2 separate regions of the Macaca mulatta genome follow, and region 2 is linked to region 1. The links are chromatin contacts, called in public Hi-C maps. All regions are on one chromosome and are shown on one strand. The core of a region is the stretch at or near the end of the contact, and the rest is flanking DNA. Distances in the headings are between cores, read along the strand shown.

The links. A called contact is a pair of places that touch in the nucleus more often than the background predicts.
Region 2: a contact with region 1 is called in a Hi-C map of cortical neurons, with 2.7 times the contacts expected there. The contact joins the promoter of LOC114669982 here to the promoter of REEP3 in region 1. A contact is called at or near these places in 3 of 14 Hi-C or Micro-C datasets (cortical neurons, fetal cortical plate and liver).

What each region holds. Positions count from the first base shown.
Region 1 is chr9:86,271,895-86,278,259 of T2T-MMU8v2.0, forward strand. REEP3 (receptor accessory protein 3) reads right to left here and starts at 4,544. Exons shown (of 8, transcript NM_001261663.1): 1 at 4,408-4,544. The coding sequence starts at 4,439. It overlaps JMJD1C (jumonji domain containing 1C), which reads left to right and starts at 4,100. Exons shown (of 26, transcript XM_077946712.1): 1 at 4,100-4,247.
Region 2 is chr9:86,329,037-86,335,169 of T2T-MMU8v2.0, forward strand. It overlaps LOC114669982, which reads right to left and starts at 4,165. Exons shown (of 1, transcript XM_028826600.2): 1 at 1,796-4,165. The coding sequence starts at 4,165. The coding sequence ends at 3,545. All of the region lies in intron 2 of JMJD1C (jumonji domain containing 1C), which reads left to right.

The sequences.
Region 1 (6,365 bases), core at 3,294-5,793:
CTGGACTATGGACATTACATATATTAATGTATTTAAATGCATGGGGTAGGTTATGACACATAAATGGCAGAGCTAATAGTTGAATTTGGCAATCTAGCTTTAATCTTGATCTTAATTACAATGCTACATCATAAAAACAAATTAAGAAAAGTTAGGGGAAAAACTGAATTTCCCTCAACTTATGAGAGTCATGTTTCAAAAGGTGAAGTGCGGATATCATATATGAATGGAACATCATTGGTAATCTCAAACTACCATCCCTTAAAAAATTGGTAACTACTCATGCCTGTAATCCCAGAACTTTGGGAGGCCGAGGCAGGAGGATCACCTGAGGTCAGGAGTTCAAGTCCAGGCTGGCCAACACGGTGAAATCCCGTCTCTACTAAAAATACAAACATTAGCTGGGCATGGTAGCACACGCCTGTAATCCCAGCTACTTGGGAGGCTGAGGCAGAAGAACTGCTTGAACCCGGGAGGCGGAAATTGCAGTGAGTCACGATCATGCCACTGCACTCTAGCCTGGACACCAAGAGAAAAACTCCGTCTCAAAAAAAAAAAAAAAAAAAAAAATTGGTAACTAACCTGTCAATCTTGCCTTGATGTTAAAGTAAGCTGAGTTTGAACAGACTGTGAGTAATGGAAAAATACTTTCATATCATCACAGAATGCTAAGGCTGGACAAAAGAGCTTGGAGGTTATCAGGTCTCTTTGCCTCTTCTGAGAAATAGAACCAAGGTCTATAATCAGTAAGAGACTGCCTCAGGGTCATTCAGCTCGTTAAGGTAACCAAAGCCAGTTCTGAATTCCAAGTTTCTTGATAACAATCCAGTGATATTTCTTCCTACACCATTTTACTCACTTCCCTCATAAAAAAGCTATCTATATATCTATTACGTTTTAAGTGCACACTCAATGCCAAGCACCACACTTGCACGTTTTAGTTAAACTAATTTAATCTTTACAACAGTCTTTTTTTTTTTTTGAGACAGAATCTTGCTCTGTTGCCGAGGCTGGAGTGCAGTGGCACGATTCTCAGCTCACTGCAACCTTTCCCTCCAGGGTTCAAGTGATTCTAGTGCCTCAGCTTCCCTACTAGTCAGGACTACAGCTGTGCACCATCACGCCCGGCTAATTTTCTTTACAACAGTCTCGTGTGGTATTTATTATAATCACTTAAAGGCAAGAAGACTGACGCTCAGAAGGGTTTAGCATGCTGCCCAAGACCACACAGCTGTAAAGAGTGGTATCCAGGGCCAGGTGCGGTGGCTCATGGCTGTAATTCTAGCACTTAGAGAGGAAGGTGGGCGGATCATGAGGCCACGAGATCGAGGCCAGCCTGACCAATACGGTGAAACCCTGTCTCTACTAAAAATACAAAAAAATTAGCCAGGCGTGGTGGCACGCACCTGTAGTCCCAGCTACTTGGGAGGGTGAGGCATGAGACATGAGAATTGCTTGAATTGGGAGGTGGAGGTTGCAGTGAGTTGAGATCACACCACTGCACTCCAGCATGGGCGACAGAGAGAGACTCTGTCTCAAGAAAAAAAAAAGAGTGGTGTCCAGGGCTAATTTCTCCGGTGTTAAAGTGCAGGATCTGGGGACAAAGTGCTTCTACATACAGGGTGCTCTGGTTATTGAGGTTCCCTGCCCATGCTACCAGAGGTTCATGTCGAGAGAAGGGTCTGATCTTGCTCAGGAGGAGGTGGTTGTCTCAGTAAGTTAGAAAGAATCAAGTAAATTCTACCTCCTGGTGTGAAAAAGGTTTCCAAGTTTGTGTAGATCCTGTGACTGCGCTTTCATTTTCAGAGAGAGAAACTGAGTAAAGAAGAAAAATGGAATGATGTTTATATTCTCTGACAAGTGTGCTTTCTAATGTGCTAATGGCTCACAAAATAACGGTTCCTGACACTTGAGAAACACGTTTCTTTTCATGACATTTTCTTCCTCACATTACTGTTCCCTGTCTTTAGCCTCAAACCTTACATTCTGTAGCTAAAGCACTTTAACTGCAAAGAGGCTTTAATCCCCTCTCTCCAGTTAGGGAGTCTCCTAAGGAGTCTCCTTGTTTTCCAGGTCTCCACTGGAAAATTTCACAGAAGGGCAGAGAATCTTCCAAAGCAAAGCTGTTGCTGCCTTATAACATTTACCCCTTCTTTCTTGAAAACACACCCCAGGCTATCTTTCCAGCTTGCTTTTTCCCCACCCGAGTCCCTCATGCCCACTGTAACTAATCTGGGCTTTTCCTCCTCTGGGCTTTGGCTCACGCTGGTCCCTATATCTGGAATCCTTTCCTTTTTCATCTTTGGCCGCCTCGATTCTGTCCATTCTTTTTTGTTTTTTTGAGGCACAGTCTCACTCTGTGGCCCAGGTTGGAGTGCAGTGGCACGATCACGGCTCACTGCAGCCTTGACCTCTTGGATTTGAGCGATCCTCCTCAGTCCCTGAGTAGCTGGGATAACAGGTGTGAGCTACTGTGACCGGCTAATTAAATTTTTCATTTTTTGTGGAGACAAGGTCTTGCTCTGTTGCCTAGGCTGGTCTCTAACTCTTGCGATCAAACAATCTTCCCTCCTTGGCCTCCCAAAGTGCTAGGATTACAGGTGTGAGCCACTCTACTGGGCCTGTCTATTTTTTAAGGCCCATCTGAAACATAATCTCCCTTGCCTTTTCTTTTTCTCAACCAGATATCCCTTCCTTGTCCAACACTGGGTATTCAACTGGGTGTAACTTTTATAAGAGTTGACATTTGGATCTGTACCGCAGATATCTGTGCACCCAAACTGTCAATGACCATGATCAACTACGTGTTACTGACCTTTGTGTTACAGGTAGCACCTAGAACAGACGTTCGTATTGTCAATTATGAAAAACAAAAGTCTAAAAGTGCTTCACAATTTTCTGTCAGTTGAAGAACTGGTCAAAGAAATCCAGAGGCTTTTTTTTTTTTTTTGTAAAGTACAGCTTCTTAATAGGGCACTTGATTTTCTAGGTGTGGACACAACAGTTGATAGACATCTACTAGGTCAAGAAAGGTATGCCTGGATTAGGTAAATGACAGACTCAAAAGAGAGGCCAGGAAAAGGCTAAAAAACAATCTGAAGGCATCTGCGGTATCCTTTTGTTTATATCTTGATTTTTAGTTTTGTACAGGGGAACACAGGAAGCTCTGAGGCTTTAAAACTAGAAACTTTGCAATTTAATCAAATGAAAAATTTTGAATGCTGTGCTGCAAATCGGATTAAATAGGACTAGTAATTCACTTCCAAACAAAATAAACACCAAACTCAGAAAATTTAGCTCCTTTTAACAACAACAACAAAAAATCTGGTAATGTTATTTTTCCGAAATTCTAAAGCTAATCAGAGAAGCCTGCCCCCTCACATAAACATTTTTTCATATACCTTTATGAAACCTTCTGAGATAACACTACTACAGAGATGAATAATGAATTCACAGACCCTAGCTGTAACTACGTCATTGTTTACTTGGTGACTTTTTTTTTTTTTTTAAATCGGGGAGAGGGGTAAAATGGGGAGGATGAGAGAAAATCAGTTTAAATTGTATTCAAATACATTTACACGATTAACACCACAACTCAAGGAATTTTTTTTTCTTACAGACCTGTAGCACTTGTTGGTAGGAGAACAATGAAATGAACCGATAGTTTGAACAAAGGCAACAGGCACCTACAGCCTTTCAATCACTTAGCAAATATTTCCGCCAAGACAGGGCCGAATTCGGGGATCTAGGCGAGCAGCCGGGTGTCACCTTTCTCGGTAAGCTGCAAATCTTGGGACAACTAGGACCCTTCCCAGGGATCCTGGACTGGGAGCGGTCTCGGGTTTTTAGACAAATCTCTCCTCCTACCACACGTGACCGAATGGCAATCAGCCGCCAAGAGAGACACCGCAACGCATCAGCCGCGGGATACAAAGGCTCGGCACTGCCACCGCATCCTCGGGAGGATCGCGGAGCCTCCCGCGCTCGGCGTCTGCGGAGCCTGCGCAGGGAGCAGCTGCGAGGCGCGCCGCTCCCGGGCCCGCAGGGCGGTGCCGCGCTGCGCGGGGAGCAGAAGCGGGGAGCGCGCGCCGCCTGCCCTGAGCGCCTGCCCACCCAGCGCCGCCGGAGCAGGGGCGCCGCGCCGCACGCAGCCGAGCAGCGCCACAGCTGCCGCCGCCGTCGCAGCCGCAGTCGCCGCAGCTAGGCCCTCGGCAGCCGCAGGGAGCCCCGCAGCGACGTGGACCAAGGTGAGGAGGCCGAGGGCTCCCCCGGCCCCACGGCAGGCCCCAGGCCGGGCCACCCCGTCCCCGCCCAGGCCCAGGCCTTCCCTTTCCTCTCGGCTCCTTCCCCTTCCCACAGCTCCCCTGGGCCTCGCGCCGGCTGCAGGGCGCCGTGAGCGGCACTTACACCACAGCTCTGGAGATCATCCAGGACACCATCTTCACGGGGGCTTGGGCCCCACGTCCGGGACGGGTGGGCGCAGAGCGCTGCGGACCAGGCCGCCAACGGCAGGCCGCGCGCTTCGCCGGCTCCTCGCGCTCCCCGGGGCCGCGCTGGCGCCCTCGGGAGCCGGGCCCGGTGTGTGCGCGCGGCGGCCTGGGCTGCGAGGCGGTCGGTCCCCCGCCCGTCCCCGCCCGTCCCAGCCCGCCCCCGCCCGCCGGCCTGGCCGCCGAGCCGGCCAGCCCCGCCCCTGCGCTCCGCTGATAGGCGGCGGCGGCGGCGCGTTGGCCCAGGCCAGGGCCGGGGCCAGGCGGCCGGGCTCCGGGGCTGGACCGGCAGGACCGTAGCCTGTGCTGGACGGCCTCGCGGCCGCGGCCTTGGCCCTTGCGCTCTAACCAACCTTACCCTCCTCCTTAGCTCTTTGGGACGCCCACCTCGCGGCAAGAGTGCGGCAGGAGGCTGAGGAAGGGTACTGGAGGGCAGGGATTGGCAGCGCCTGTGTGAAAAGTGAGATATTCGCAGGAACTCGGTGTCCAATAAAAGACTCTCGACCAGGCCCTGGTTTTGGAGAGCCAAGACTTTGAGGTGTGCCTGGCCACATCCGGTACCCTCAGTGTTTACGGAGGCCCAGCACCAAAGGCGTCCTTATAGTACCGCATTTTAAGGGAAATGTCGAGAGGTTCTTGCATAGGCCTCCTTGTGTGCCGCGAGTCTCGTGGTGCAAGGCAGGGAGGGACAGAGGAGGATTTCATGTTTGCGGTGGTGAGTGTAGTGATACCACTGTTCTGGGCCTCTTAGGGCACCTTTTCATTAGAGCATCTGCAAAGACTTTTACAGACACAAATCTCCATTATTTCCCTGAGGCCTGCCAGATGTTCAAAGTAAGGGCTGGGTCTAGGATTCCTGACCTGTCTTAAGATTTACAACTGTATTACAGCTATAAGATTTACAACTGTATTTTTTGGAGGTTGGGTTACTGCTTACCCTTGCTGTTCTTGCAAATATCATTTCAAGGGTAGACTTTTAAAACTTTTTTTTTTTTTTTGTGACAGTACCAAATTGAGAAAATGATCTTAAAGTTTAGATATTTTTCTTTTTTCCAATTAAGACGATAGTAAAAGATAATTCTAGTATTCAGATGGTGTGAAGAATAAAAGATGAAATGTAGGCTTGGAGCCTTTAATTAAAGTCCTAAAAAATATGATGGCTTTTGTGACCATACTATAATTTTGTCTTCTTGTTCCTCAGTTTCCCTGTGATAAAAAGGGGATAATAATACTGTAGTCTGTCTCTTGCCTTTCGGGGATGATGTGAGGCACTGCTAAATAATATGTTTAGGAAATAATGTGACTTGCGTGGAAGACAATCAAAGGACACAACAGATTATCCTAAATTTCTTTCAGTTCTCAGTCAATAAATTGGGTAATTTATTTAATAAATAAATTTATTTATTATTATTATAATAAATTTATTTATTGGGTAATTTATTTAATAAATAATAAATCATTATTTAAGAAACAAGCTCAGAACTTTCTACTGTTGGGTTAGGTTCTTTTTGCTTATTCATGTCAAGACTATTTTTATTTCAGGAAGTTTAGTAGTAATTTGCATTTACTCTGAATCTTTTATTTTTGGTCATTATTCAGCGTTGAGGATCAGGTGTGCTGCATAAGCACCAGCGTGTTGGCGAACTCTCTTGTTCAATAAAACTGAAATGAATTTGAATATCATTCATATCCCTTCACGAACAGGTCCTGAAATAGCTTTACAGCCTTTACTTTCACTACCTTCACCCCCAACTCCTAATGTACCCTTTCCCTACCTCTCTTCTCTGAACCAGTCTGTATTTTCATGCTCAGTGCTTTTGCCCAGATTTTGTTTTTCCCTTAACACTTTGCTCCCCATTCTGTACCTATCAGAACCCT
Region 2 (6,133 bases), core at 2,915-5,414, 57 kb after region 1:
TTAAGTAGATAATTATGGTTCTTATGCAGTGAATACATTTTCTTCCTTTATAAGTCAGTTTTTTAAAAAACAAACGAAATAGTTTGTGGGGTTTCTTTGTATTTTAAAGATTTTTTTAGAGACAGGGTCTTGTGATGTTGCCCAGCCTGAACTAGAAGTCCTGGACTCAAGAGATCCTCCAGTTTCAGCCTCCAGAGAAGCTGGGACAGCAGGCACATGCCACCACCTAGCCCAAGTTGTTTTTATGAATAAATTTTTGTGAACTTCTAAAAAGGGAAAAAATCAAATAATCTCCCAATCTTTGGTGTAGATTAAGATATTTGATGTATGAGGTTTGCTTGAATTGATGTGTGTGTAGGCATATTTAATGGACATATTTACATGTGGCGATGGAAAGACTAGAAAATCTAATTTATATTTCTAATTTTCAGCTTCTATAAGTAAACTTAGTTATTTTAAGTACTTCACTGTCATTCTTTCTGCCTGTATAATGAAAACAAATACCATCACTCTTCTGTTTCCGAGTATCTTTATGGAAGTAAAGAATGTAAGGAAACGGCCGGGCGCGGTGGCTCAAGCCTGTAATCCCAGCACTTTGGGAGGCCGAGATGGGCGGATCACGAGGTCAGGAGATCGAGAGACGATCCCGGCTAACACGGTGAAACCCCGTCTCTACTAAAAAATACAAAAAAAAAAAAAAACTAGCCGGGCGAGGGAGCCTGTAGTCCCAGCTACTCGGGAGGCTGAGGCAGGAGAATGGCGTGAACCCGGGAGGCGGAGCTTGCAGTGAGCTGAGATCCGGCCACTGCACTCCAGCCTGGGTGGCAGAGCGAGACTCCGTCTCAAAAAAAAAAAAAAAAAAAAAAAAAAAAAAAAAAAAAAAAAAGAAACAAATACTCTGAAGTTTCAAAACCGACTTGAAAAAATTTTTTAATTCATTGTTATTTACAATGTTATGATTTGCTGGCAAAAATAAAATAATACAAATACCCCTTGATACAAAACGAAGCAAAAAATGCCAGCAAACAAGCAAAAAATCTTTAATGACTTTTTATTCTACATTTTTAAAAATGTACTTTTAAGTTTTTCCAACAGCAAAATATCCACGAATTAGTGTAAACTCTAGGCATTGACTGTAGTCAAGGGATTAGTAGAACAGAATTTGGCCTATAGTTCTAAGAATATTAAGATATTTGATTAAAAATATTACAGGGATATATGCCCTCCTGAAAAACTTTGTTTCTATACATGAAATATTTTGATTGGTTTGTTGGATTACGTGCTTTTCAGAAGACTGAAAAGGGTGGAATTCAACATGTAGTGGGAGTTCCTAAGGGCCCATGTAGAGCAGTTTGCCTACAAAATTGAAAACAGCTGGCAGTTTTTATTTATGTAAGGCAACCAGCAACCTATACTCCTAAGAATGTAATTTGGTGAGTGGGATTTATGTAATAACTGATGAATTTGCATGTTTTTCTCAAATGACTTTATCTATTTTTCATTTGCTCCTAGGATATCACTGAAAATTAGGATTCAGGCATTTTTGCATTTTTACAATTGCATCATGCGCATGGTCACAAAGCAGATCATTGATGAGTTGGTATCTGGATGTTGATCTGCCTACTCTTTTTTTTTTTTTTTTTTTGAGACGGAGTCTCGCTCTGTCGCCCAGGCTGGAGTGCAGTGGCCCAATCTCCACTCACTGCAAGCTCCGCCTCCCGGGTTCATGCCATTCTCCTGCCTCAGCCTCCCGTGTAGCTGGGACTAAGGCGCCTGCCACTGCGCCCGGCTAATATTTTTGTATTTTTAGTAGAGACGGGGTTTTACCGTGTTAGCCAGGATGGTCTGGATCTCCTGACCTCGTGATCCGCCCGTCTCGGCCTCCCAAAGTGCTGGGATTACAGGCGTGAGCCACCGCGCCCGGCTCTCTTGTATCCTTACATATGTTGGATTATTGTCACCAAGCCACTTTACTGGCTCCTTAATCTACATTGATTTTAGAAATCTTCATCTGTAATTCTTCATTATACAGTGTACACTGAAAAAGTGGACTTGGAAATAAAATTGCCCAAGCAAAATTAAGTTTTTCTCTCAACTTGCCAATGTGCATTTTTGGATATGTTTTGCCTTTTTAATTTATTAGAGCTTTTTGTTGTTGTTTTCGGGGGACTGAGTTTTTGCTCTTGTTCCCCGGGTTGGAGTGCAGTGGTGCGATCTCGGCTCACTGCAATCTCCGGCTCCCAGGTTCAAGCGATTCTCCGAGTGCTGCCTCCTGAGTAGCTGGGATTACAGGCGCGCGCCACCACCCCCAGCTAATTTTTTGTACTTTTAGTAGAGAGGGGGTTTCATCATGTTGGCCAGGCTGGTCTCGAACTCCTGACCTCAGGTGATCCGCCTCCCAAAGTGCAGGGATTACAGACGTTAGGCACCGCGCCCAGCCTATTTATTACAGTTCTGTGTTTGGTCTTTAGATTAGCAAAATTCGACCATGATTATTAAAATCCATCTTCCTTATAATTTTGGTTTCTAACCTATTAGCAGTGGTCATGTTTCTCCATTTCAAATTGCCCAGCTTGAGTGTTCTAGAGAAAACAGATAAAAGCCTTATAGTTATTTAAACATTCAGATTACTAAACTTTTTTAAAATAGAGGTTCAGGAAAATCTCTAAGAGACTGAAATTTAGAATATTTTATTGGACTAGAAGAATTTTTAAGCGGACTGTAATCACTAATGCCACTGAAAAACCACAACTGGGATTTTTAAAACTACCTATAAAAAAGCAGTATAAAGTGTGCCTGAAATCGAACTGCTCGCTGACATCTGTAGGGAGGTTTGATTTATAACAATTAAAGAAGTTGATCAAAGAAGAGTGTTCCAAGAGATCTGTGTGTAGGTTAGGGAGTCCTATTGTAATTGGATGGGAAATAAATATAATTTATTTTCTTGAATTGTGATTGGTTAAAATCCTTTTGTTTCCGTGGTATTTTCTAATAACTGAATCTGGGGATTTTCTCTGCTGTTATTATCCGACCTACCTGTGTGTTTGAGGTATGTACTAGTACTAAAAGCACTAAGACTGTCGCAGACAAGGTTTGTGAAATTTCAGGACGTTGACAAGGGCCCGCCACGGAGCATTTACTGTTCTTATAATAAAGCAGTGACGAATTTAAATCTCTGAATAGCTTAAACATGTAATTAGTATCGCTACAAAAGAAAAGGATGATATTTTCCCCTTCGTTTTCCCTTGAAGTCATGAACGGTTGGTTCTGCTGTGACTTTGGGGCTTAGTTTTCAGTAGAAGTGTTGTCCTGCTCTGCTGCTGGTACTGCGGTACTGCTAATTCAGGCTAACTCAGGCGGCGGGCGCCGTGTGCTCTGAACATCGCGCCGGGGGTGAGGCGTCAACCCTGGAGTTTATTTTGTGATCAAAGTGGAACCACTACACTTCACTTTCCCCTCACCTCCACTTCTGAGGGAGCAACGAATACACAGGTAGACCCCCAAAAGCTTTGAATAGCTGTCGCCTACTTCCCCGCGGCCGGCTTCATTTCTTGGTCTGCCGCCGCCGCCACCTCTGGATCTCGGAGGACCCCGTGGCGGCCGCCGCCTCCGCAAGGCTGGGCACTACTTTCCGTCTGCGGTGGTTCCGCCGACCCTCCCGCGGCTCCTGCCCCGCCCGCGCCGGCGGAAGGAGACGCGCTGCGCGTCGCCGCTGCCCGGGGACGGAGACGGAGCAGTACTGGCCGCGGTGCGGTGGCGGCGGCTGGGCTGCCTCTGGGTGTTCGACGGCCGTGTTGGGTTTTCTCTCACTTTTCTTGTGTGGCGCTGCAGCCCAACGCTGCGAATCTGGGATTCCAGAGGAGTGTTTGGGGGAGGGACCGAGGTCGCTGTGTCCGGGGCAGAGCGGCCAGTGCGCCCCGAGTCTGCGCTCGTTCGGGGCCGCTGCCGTGCCCCGGTTCGCTCTCCTCAGCATGAGCGGCCGGTAGGAGCGAGGTTTCACCGGTTCCCTCGCCCTGGAGGAGGCAGCGGTCGCTTCGGCAGCGACGGCTATGGCGGTGGAGACGCGGCCGGAGCTGGTGGGGAAGCGGTTCCTGTGTGTGGCGGTCAGCGACGAGGCGCGTCCGGAGCGCTGGGAGAGCGGACGCGGCTGGCGAGCGGGGGTCATCCGAGCCGTGTCACACAGGGACAGCCGCAATCCGGACCTGGCGGTAAGAGAGCGAGCGCCCCCCTTCCCCCCTGCCGCGTCCGCACCCGGCTCTCGCAGACGTACCTTGCGGGCTTCCCTCTGGCACCTCGCTCAGCCCGGCCAACTGGCGGTCACGCCCCTCTGCCGAGCCCTTGGCTTGTTTGCCCGCATCCCTTGCCTGGGTCCCTGCCTCTCTGCGAGCGGCTTCCCCAGGGGAGGCGGTGTCGGAGCGGGACTCCCGGGATAGCCGCGGAGGCCGCCCTGCCCCCAATCCCGGAGGGGTCGACCGCAGCTGCCCACTGTGGCGCCTGGGCGGCCGCGGAGACCTCCCCAAAAGGCGGAGCTGCGAGTCCGGCGCCGCGCGGGCAGGTAGGGGTAGGGGGCGGACCACTCATAGCGATAGGTGGCCAGCTTCCCTGGCATCTCTTTTCTTGGAAAAGTGTTCATAGTGTTGTAGCTCGAGACTTAAAACTTGTCCTGTAAGTTTGCTGAAAGGGAGGGAGGAAAGGACAGAGACGTTCCCACACAGTCCGGGGATTCCTTTGTGTTTTAGAGGCAGAGGCCGTGGTGGTGGTGGCGGTGCCCGGGTTTATCCTCACCTTAATAGATGCTTGGCTTTCTAACCGGAAAGGTTTATAAAAGTGAAAAATTTTGGTATGGAGGGTAATCTCTTTCTTTCTGTGCCCAGTGTACTTTTTTTGTTAGAAAGATGCAGTGCTTTGGAGTCAAGCTGTTTCTGGGTTTTATATGGTTTTAAATAAGACGAAAAATGTCAATTAAAATGTTAAATGCCATGCAGAATTGATTGTCTTTTTTTTTCTTTTGCTTTCTTATGTGTGACACTGCCAGTGTTTTCTTTGAGTAGTGTAGGTATGTGCGTGATTTTGAGCTGTAATATGCTCTGTTGTGTTCCCAAGTGCATTCTCACTGAGGGGCAGCTTGAAGGTAAGGGGCGTAGTAGAGACAAGACATAGACTAGACTTCCCAAGGTTGATTTATGAATACGTTATCTATGAAATTTATTTGTAGTGCCCTGAGCCACTTATTTTTTCACTGAAAATTTCAAATTTAGGAATATTTTTTTCCCCTTGTATGCATGCAAGCTTACAATTCCAAATTCACTGTAATATCTGTACAGGTATCTACCTAATGTTTTTTACCTACCTGTTTTAATAGTTTCTGAATGTTTTGTAAACTCGGGTTTTCATCACTGTAGTCAGTGATATAGTTAATGCGGCATGTATTAATGTTGACTCGACGTTGCAAAATAGGTATGTTTTGCTAATAGGTGTTTCTAACAGGAAATAGAAGTAGTTTTGAAGGTTTTGGCTGGTTATTTTCGTACAAAAGTGTATAATCTTCCTTAAGAAGTATTGCTGATGTTAGTGGTTCTAGAAATTGGGAGTTCCATCAGTAACTACTTTTATTTTGTTTGTGTAAAAGGCTGAGGTGAGAGGATTGCTAGAGCCCAGGACTTGGAGTCCAGCCTGGGCAACATAGGTGAGACCCCCCCATCTCTAAAAAAGGAAAAAAAAAATCTATATATAAATGACTTTATTGCTTTCTTAGTTGAGAATTTAAGTGTTGTAAAGAGAAGGTTTACATATATTAGTAAATGGTAAGGTATTAAGCTGGATATTAAAAAATAAATTATCTGTGGATGGTAGAGATTGACTGGAAAGAATGGGAAAGAGTTTCTTCAGGTTATGGAAATGTTTCCTATCCTGATTGTTGGTTACACAGGTATATATATTTACACAAGTAAATATATATATAAATATATATATTTGTCAAAACTTATTGAATTGATACTATCTTTACATTTCACCGTATCTGATTTTACCAAAAAAAGAAAAATGTATGTTGAACCATAACTATGTGAACCCTTGATGAGTTTTTTATCTTAAGTCTTTATTTGAAAATTTGAATATTACTAATTTAGTTTTT